2 separate regions of the Sus scrofa genome follow, and region 2 is linked to region 1. Evidence: chromatin contacts called from public promoter capture Hi-C data. All regions are on one chromosome and are shown on one strand. The core of a region is the stretch at or near the end of the contact, and the rest is flanking DNA. Distances in the headings are between cores, read along the strand shown. Region 1 holds the start of ANXA11 (annexin A11). Region 2 holds the start of MBL1 (mannan-binding lectin (A)).

Region 1 (3,914 bases), core at 743-3,242:
AAGTGTCAGAATGGGTACTAGAACCCAGATGTTTGAACACCAAATCTAGAGTTTTCCCCCACGTGATGCTCTCACCAAGTCATATAAAAGCCCAGTGGTAGTAGCTATTCACCATTCTAGCCTGGAGGAGTTCAGTTCTGAAGCAGGAAAAGTTTGTGCTACATTTAGAAGTAATTCCACCCTAAAGGATTTGTTTATTATTTGTTAACGTGGTATTTAAAGAATCATTTGCTCGGCCACGAGAAAAATGAGCCATTCAAAGAAGCGCGGCTGTGCGGCCGCCAGGAAACAAGGAACAGGAGGCGCGGGCAGAGGGTGTCGTTGGGTGGACGCCGGATGACCTTTCCAAACGAAGCCCCCAGCCCAGAGAAAGTGCCGGGAAACAGAAGCCCCCTCCGAACGCCGCTGGTCCGATGCAAGGGTCGTCACCGCTCCTGCGCCGCTGCGGGCTCCCATACCAGAAATATAACCCGGGGAGAGTCTCCTTGTGTCTCTGACCCTCCACTCTGTTTCCTCCGAGCCTTTGGCCAGAATTTCACCCTTATCCGACCAATCATCTCCAAAAAATGCAGTCCAGCCGCGAAAAAGGGCCACGCCTTGGGGGAGGTGGGGGTGTTGCCTGGATCCCCAGGGTAGCAGGGCTTGATTGAATCCTGCAAGAGTGCGCGCCTTGCGCCCAACACCCACCCCCAGCCTGGTACCCTGCCGCCCCGCCCAGCCCAGCCCCACTCCTAGCACTATTACAATGTAAATCGGACCAGCAGCTCTTTTTTTTTTTTTTTTTTTTTTTTTTTTTAACAGCCCCCCAAAAGCAACTACCTTCCTAAGGAGCTAAGTATTAAACAATGGCTACACGCGAGATCGCGCATGTTGTGTACTGATTAAATAAGAACCAGGTTGATCTAGCTGCGCTTCCATGAAAAGGACCTCCAAGATATTGAGTTAAAAAGCACGTCGCAGAAAAATACAGCAACACCGTTTTGTAAAAAGTATATCTATGTGATATAGGAAAGGCACGCCTAAGTTGGGCTGGGGGAGTGAAGAGTGAATCTCAGGTTTTTAAAAATATTTAAATGTTTATGTAATATATATTATAAACATTTGTTAAATAAAAATAAAAATATTCACAAATCGCATGCGTGCATGACCCTTTTTAAAAATAAATTTAGAATTGTTTTAAATCTACAGAAAAATTTCAAATAGAAGGTTCTCATAAACACCTTTTTTTTTCTATTAACATTTTCTGTTGGCTTGGTGTTTTGCTACAATGAGCGAGTCAATACTGATGCAGTATTATTAACTTCACTCAGATTTTCTTAGTATTTAAATCTAATGTCCTTTTTCCAGGATCCCATCCAGGATACCATATTACATTTAGTTTTCATAATCTCCTCAGGCTTACTCCTGCCTGTGACCATGTGTGTCTCAGACTTTTCCCTGGTTTTGATGACCTTGACAATTTTAAGTAGTACTGGTCCAGTATTTCGTAAAGTATCCCAGAACTGGGATTTGTCTCATGTTTTTCTCATGATTAACATGGGATTATGTATTCTTGGCAGGAAGACCACGATAGGTTCATACCATCACTATTGATTTATCATTCTTGATGCTGACCTTGATTGTCTGGCTTTAGTAGTTGGTCGCGGTTTCTCCTCTACAAAGCTACTCTCCCACTCCAATTTCCATACTGTTGTGTTCTTTACTTTAAAAGAGTCACTAAGGAAGGTACTCTGGGCTGGAGGGGGCTTGGGGAATCCGCTCCTCGAGAGTGAGACGCAGGGCAGGACGGACCTCAAGAGGCGTGGAGAGAAACAGCATCATGTCGACCTCTGGGCGACCGCTGAGTACTCCTCCCGCAGCGGCGGAAGGCCTGTAGCTTCCTTCCTCGCAGAGGCAGCTTACAGCCAGCTGACCCCGAACGTCTTCTCACCTGGGGGCGGGAGCTGGGGGCAGACCACGCCCCTCGGCACCGCCTCCTCCCGCCCCTCCCCTGGCGCACGCGGCTCCGCCCCGGGCGGATTAGGACCCCGAGCCCTAGGAGTTTTCCGCCTCGCAGGCTCCTCCTCCCGCCCCGCCCTGACGGCTGCGGAGCCCGCGGGTCCCGAGAGCCCCGAGAACCCCGAAAGCCCAAAGAGCGGTAGTGGGACAGAACTCGAGGCCAATCCGAGGTGCTACTCCGGGACGCCCGTGGAGAAAGTCGCTGCTGCCCGTGTTCCTGTTCGACCGTCGCGGCCTCCCCTACCCCGGTGGCCAGTGGCCAGGTGAGTGAGGGTTCTTTGACTGCCGAGGGCACGGGACGGGGCGTTGGCCAGGCGCTGCGGCCTCTACCGGAAGGCCCCCAACTGTCCCGCGCCCCTTCCCATCGCGGCCCCGTCGCTTCCTGGTTGCACAGCGTTTGGGGGGGGGGAGGGAAAGGGGCGGGTGTCGGGCTGGTCCCGACCGGCTGCGTCGACGGCGAGGGGGCGGGGGGTTGCCTTCCTTGTCGGGTGGGTGGGCCACGTGATTGTGCTGCTGTGCCGGTGTCAGGGGTTCAAGCCGAATTTGGGCCGGCTTGGGACCGGGTGAACCCGTGACAAGAAGGCGACTGGCTGGTGTGGGCATGGACGGTGGCCATGGCCCCTCTGACCCCGCTGAATTCTCTAGAGTGTGTGTACCCTTCCGGGAAAGGCTTGTCCTGAGGAGAGCTAGTGGAGGACGCTGTCTTAAGCACCTTTCCTCCGGAAGACGGAAATACCTGGGAGCTGCTAGTGTTGGAATTGATTTGTAAGGCGTTTTGAGAGAACGCCGGATCCATCTCAGGTGCTCTGCTGACCTGTGTGTTTACCTTCTCTATCTGTCTTTCCTCCATCTCCAACCTTGAGCTGAAGTTTCAGGGAGGGATTCTTGACTTTAACTCCCTTTGGGCTCAACCCAGCCTCCTGAAGTTTTAAAAAGGTAAATACGCGTCTGTTGGCATAAATGAGGGTTATGAAATTCATCAGCTTGAGACTTTGAAGAGGAGAAGCTAAGTCAGCCAGTTTGAGCCCAAGCTGAGAACAGTCTGCCTGGCACATTTCTGTCCCTGCCCCCTCTAGTCAGTGTGACCTTTCTTTAGAGGCTGGGTGTTTTAGGACAGACCCAGGGTGTCTGTGGTAGCCAGCCACTCTGCCTACCCTCCGTGCCTTCTTCACTTTGCTCTCTGCTGCTTTAACCTGGGCATGGAGTGGCGCTGGGTGGGGTGAGCCTCTGCCCTGCCCACACAGCAGGAACAAAGCTTTCAGGCAGTGCCAGGCTGAGTCCAGGAGCTGGACAGGTGGGCTGTATTATCTTGCTCACTCCTAACTGGCTCTCATTATGCTCCTTTGTTCCTTCCTTGTTTCAGTCAGCTGTTGGGGATTCCAGTAGGATTAACAGGGCCCCTTCCCTCAAGGCACTCTCCATGCTACAAGGTGTTCCTAACAAGATAGGCCAGGCCAGGTGAAGCGCCAGGGCAGTTTGTTGCCCTGGCGTGGGGTGCTTACTACCTCCTGCATCCCTCCTGAGTCTCACCTCTCGTTAGTCTCTGTGCCTTGGTTTCCTTAAAGTGGGGGTAATAATACCTACCTACAAGGCCATTGTGAGGATTAAAATGATTTAATATTTTTAACAACCATATAGCTCAGGCATTGATCTGAACAGGTGGTGACTGGTGCACCATACCTGTGTGTCCCAGGTGGATGTCACCCAGATTAGACATAAAGCTTGCAGTGGAGCCTGGCACATAAGTAATCATCTGTAAGAGTCAACAATAGTAATATAGTAATAATAGCTACCACTCCCTCTATGCAGCTGAAGGTCTAACAGTTGAATTGCTCCTTCTGACCTCTTCTGTCTTAGCTCATGCTGTTCTACCCTCCTTCCCCCATTTCTGCCCATTATTCACCACCCTCCTAGGG
Region 2 (4,207 bases), core at 546-3,045, 250 kb after region 1:
GTTGCAGATGCTGCTCTGATCCTGCATTGCTGTGGATGTGGCGTAGGCCGGCAGCTGTAGCTCCAATTTGACCTCTAGCCTGGGAACTTCCATATGCTGCAGGTACAGCCCTAAAAAGCAAAAAACAAAAAAAAAGTCAGAGCAGCTTCTCCTATACCTGGTTCTCCCTTTTCTCCTTTGGGTCCATCTCGCCCATCTCTGCCTGGGGTGCCATTGGTGACCGGGATGCCACAGGTAATCACTGAGCAGGTCTTCTGAGCATCCTCACAGGTTTTTATTTCTGAGTAGGATGCTGTCACCACACACAGAAGGAGGACAGGAAGTGATGAAAACAGGAGCATGGTCCTTACCTTAGAGTGGAGAAAGTCAAAGAAAATAAATCCATCCCACTTTGCTTAGTCAATATTTGCTACCATCTCTGATGTGTTGGACCCTGTGCTCAGGGCAGCCGACACAGAGGGGACGATCACAACCCTTGGCTCTGAGTCACTGCCAGGCTACTAAGGAGACGGACAGGTAAAATGTATTAGAGTTAGATCAGCACTGAAAAAAATATAGATGCCAGAGTCATATAATAGGGGCCCATTTTCTCTGGGGCTCTCAGGCTCTGTGGGTACAAGACTTAGTGGGTTAGGCAGCCCCATGCACAAGAGCTCACAGTGTCTGGAAGTGACAAACAAGCCCTGTGCCTGATGGCCTGGCAAAGAGAACTCATGCTTGTGTGAGCTTTGGCTGCTCTTTTTCTCAACTCCCTTTATTGAAATCCAAGGGAGCCTAAATTTCCCTCTCCTCCCCTTCCTATGGACCCTAAAGCCAGACAAATTATAGCAAGTGACCCAAGGTCCCACAAGGCCCATTTCTTGGTGGGAACTGTTTTATAACATCCATTGTATAATTTCACATAAAAATCCATTTTACACTCCAGGGCCCCAACTACCCTCCAAACCACGGCCTTTACTCCAACAGTCTGTCAATCAACTTGTCTAATAAAGTCTCTACCATGTGATAAGCATTTGCTGGGACTCAGAACCCAGAGTGCCTGGAGGTATGGCTCTGACCCTGGGAATGGGATCTTCTGTGGTCATAGATCCTGGCTAGTTGAGTCTTAGATTTGCCTCCTTCCTTTGAAGTTTTCCACCGAGAGGCCATTTTTTTCCAGCCAGAACCCAGGCTCTAACACTTGTTCACCCAGGGCCTGGCAGGGTCATCTCATTCTTCTTCTCCTGGAAGGTTCTCTATGTGCTTCCCAGTTGCCTCTCCAGCCCTGTGCTCCCATCCGGTCATCAGAATCCCATCTAGTTTGCTCAAGAGGGCCCCCTTCCAGGAAGCCTTTGCAGCCCAGCCCCCAAGGGCCTCTCCCTCTGCTCCTCTCTGGCCTCTAATCCCAGCATCTCTGACCTTGCTGCATAAGGACTATATCTGCCTCTGCCTACCCTGGCCTGTCATCTCCTTTAACCCTTCCCTTCCCAGGACTCAGGGAGAAGCAGCAAGTTAGAAGGGAAATTTTTTGATCATATTGTTCTCCTTCTTTCCTATTTCTGTCTTTTTTAACCTCCCTTGATTTTGCTGGAGTCCAAAGCCAGGGCTAAACATGTTGCTGGCATATACACCCCCACTTCATTCTTCCCTTTGGTTGAAAAGGCTATGTTTCAGTTTGCAGATGGACAGGTGGATCCAGGAAAGGTTCAAGGCCACAGGTCAGAGGGAGACAGAGGCCCTCAGTGGGCCTGACAACCCCACCGCAGCCCCTGCCTGGGACTCACCGGGATCAAGTCAAGTAGCCAGACTCCTGACCCAGGGCTGCACCTCTGTCCTTCAGAGATGACTTATGAGGGCCTCCTCAGAGCATGGAAGCTATGGCAAGGAAGTTGGTCCTCCAGCCTAGGCTTCTGGCAGATGTCTCGGCAATGTCAGCCCCAATTAATCTGGTGACCAGGGAGCCTGCTGGACTGGTCTTCAACCCCAGATTAATAAACAACCATCCTGGGCAGTTCTCCAGGGCTGCTGGTGGGGTCTCCAGCTTAGCACTGGGCAGCTCTCTACTGTGAGCCCCCAAACTCCTCCTTCAATGGCTCCTGACTCTGCCTCTCGACTCTCTGACCCTCCAGAATTGTAGAGTTTCAGATCACAGTTCAGAATCACAGAAGATAGTTCTTTCCAAAGAATGTTTATTTTCTGAAGAGATGTGCACGGACATCCTACTGAACAAACATATGCTCGTGTGCGTGCATGCACACGTGCACACACATACACGTACAGGGACACACCCACACTTACAGGGACACACCGCTGTATCAGGTGAGGACATGTCCCTCCTTCTTTGCATAATTGTTGTCATTGAGATTTCAGCTTAAATATCACTTCTGGAGAAAGGGCTTTCCCTAACTACTCTATCACAAAATTATAATGCTGTTTTTTTTTTAGCTGCCTATGATTCACCCCTATGTAAAATTGTCTTATGTCTTTGGTCACATATTTATTGACCATCCCACTCCTTCAGAATAGGGACTCCAGGAGTTCCTGCTGTGGCATGGTAGGTTAAGTGACTAGTGGTTTAGGTTGCTACAGAGGCCCAGTGCAGTGGATTAAAGGATCCAGCATTGCCACGGGTACAGCGTAGGTTTACTGCAGCTTGGATTCAGTCCCTGGCCTGGGAACTTCCACATACTGCAAATGCAGCCATTAAAAAAAAAAAAAAAAAAAAAAAAGACAAGAATTTCAGCAACTTTACCAGAACAGGGATATAACATCCCACCTAGAAGAGGGCTTGGAAATGAAATCAGGGCTCAAAAAAAAAAAAAAAAAAAAAAAAAGAAAAGAAAAAAGAAAAAAAATTATGGAACAAAGGAATCCTCCAGCATCATGTCCCCAAACCACCTTGACTTCCCTCCAGCTTGAGCTACTTTCAACACCCTCTTTCACAGTGCTTTTACTTTTCTAGCACAGGCGATGCATTTGATTCACTTCCTTGTCTCCAGGGTACAACCCAACCTGGGCGCACCAGGAGGATCCCTTGAGAGAGTAAGGAGAGAAGCAGAGACCGTGAGTGGGGCAGATACCAGATCAGCCCATGGCTCCTCCAGGCCTGAGTTTCCAGGGGTGTCTGGTCCTTATCTCCAGATTCCAATGAAGTGGCCTTTTTCAAGTTCCTGAGGTAACTTTTGGTTCCTGCCTTCCCAAAACTTACACCCATTCTTTGAAACACTTAGTCTCACCAAACAACTCTAGAGGTTTGCTTTTTCCCTGGTGGGAAGCAGGGGTGGGGCAACTTCCCTTTACTCTGCCTTATGATTGGGGTTTCGGCTCCTCAAGGGTCATCAGCCCTTGGGTACTCAAGTCACCATACCCTGTTTGGCAAGCCTCCCAGATTCCTGTTATAAAGGAACCTGCCAGGCACTGAGAGGGGCCCATTGCAAAGAAGACCCCTCTCAGGGCTGTTTCCTGATGCCGTCCATACAACTTGAAAGGCCCATAGGCTCAGAAGACAAAGAACACTCAAACCATAATGGCAAATGAGCAGATCTTCCAGAAAGGTGGAAATCTGGAACTGAGGAATGCGCATAAAACCAGGACCCTATATATCCCACAGACTTAGAGGAAGGGTGGCTTTGGAAGAAGGGAGAGTATAGAACAGAGGAAGGAGGGGTGTGCACTGTGAGCAAAGGGACAATAAGAAGTACTTGATTCTAGGAGTTCACTGTGGTACAAAGGAAACATATCTGACTAGTATCCATGAGGATGCAGGTTCAATTCCTGGCCTTGCTCAGTGGGTTGGGGATCCAGCATTGCTGTGAGCTGTGGTATAGGTTGCAGATGCAGCTTGGATCCCAACTTGCTGTGGCTGTGGTATAGGCCAGCAGCTGAAGCTCTGATTCAACCCCTAGCCTGGGAACTTGCATATGCCTCAGGCAGGGCCCTAAAAAGCAAAAAAAAAAAAAAGTACTTGACTCTGGTGGGAAAAAAGACCCTCCCTCGAGAAGATATTTCCCTAATTCTGTCCTCTCATAGATCTGGGGTTTGAATTTATGCTTATTAGTATTACTTTGCTATGATTACTATTATTATTGAATTTTGCCCTTTATGCCAGGATGAAAAATTGGTTTTTTTTTTTTCTAGTGTCCCAGCTCATTACAGCCTAGTGGACCATGGGGTTGCAAAAGCAATGGAGGATCTTACCCTTAACCCAGGCACCTCAGGATTTTCTCAG

What was found. Promoter capture Hi-C pulls out the DNA fragments that hold promoters and counts their contacts.
Region 2: a promoter capture Hi-C map of liver shows a contact between it and region 1, with 4 times the contacts expected there. The contact joins the promoter of MBL1 here to the promoter of ANXA11 in region 1. A contact is called at or near these places in 1 of 5 promoter capture datasets (liver) and 1 of 47 Hi-C or Micro-C datasets (liver).

The regions. Positions count from the first base shown.
Region 1 is chr14:81,833,213-81,837,126 of Sscrofa11.1, forward strand. It overlaps ANXA11 (annexin A11), which reads left to right and starts at 1,993. Exons shown (of 15, transcript XM_001924178.6): 1 at 1,993-2,261.
Region 2 is chr14:82,083,379-82,087,585 of Sscrofa11.1, forward strand. It overlaps MBL1 (mannan-binding lectin (A)), which reads right to left and starts at 1,796. Exons shown (of 5, transcript NM_001007194.3): 1 at 1,764-1,796; 2 at 158-350. The coding sequence starts at 341.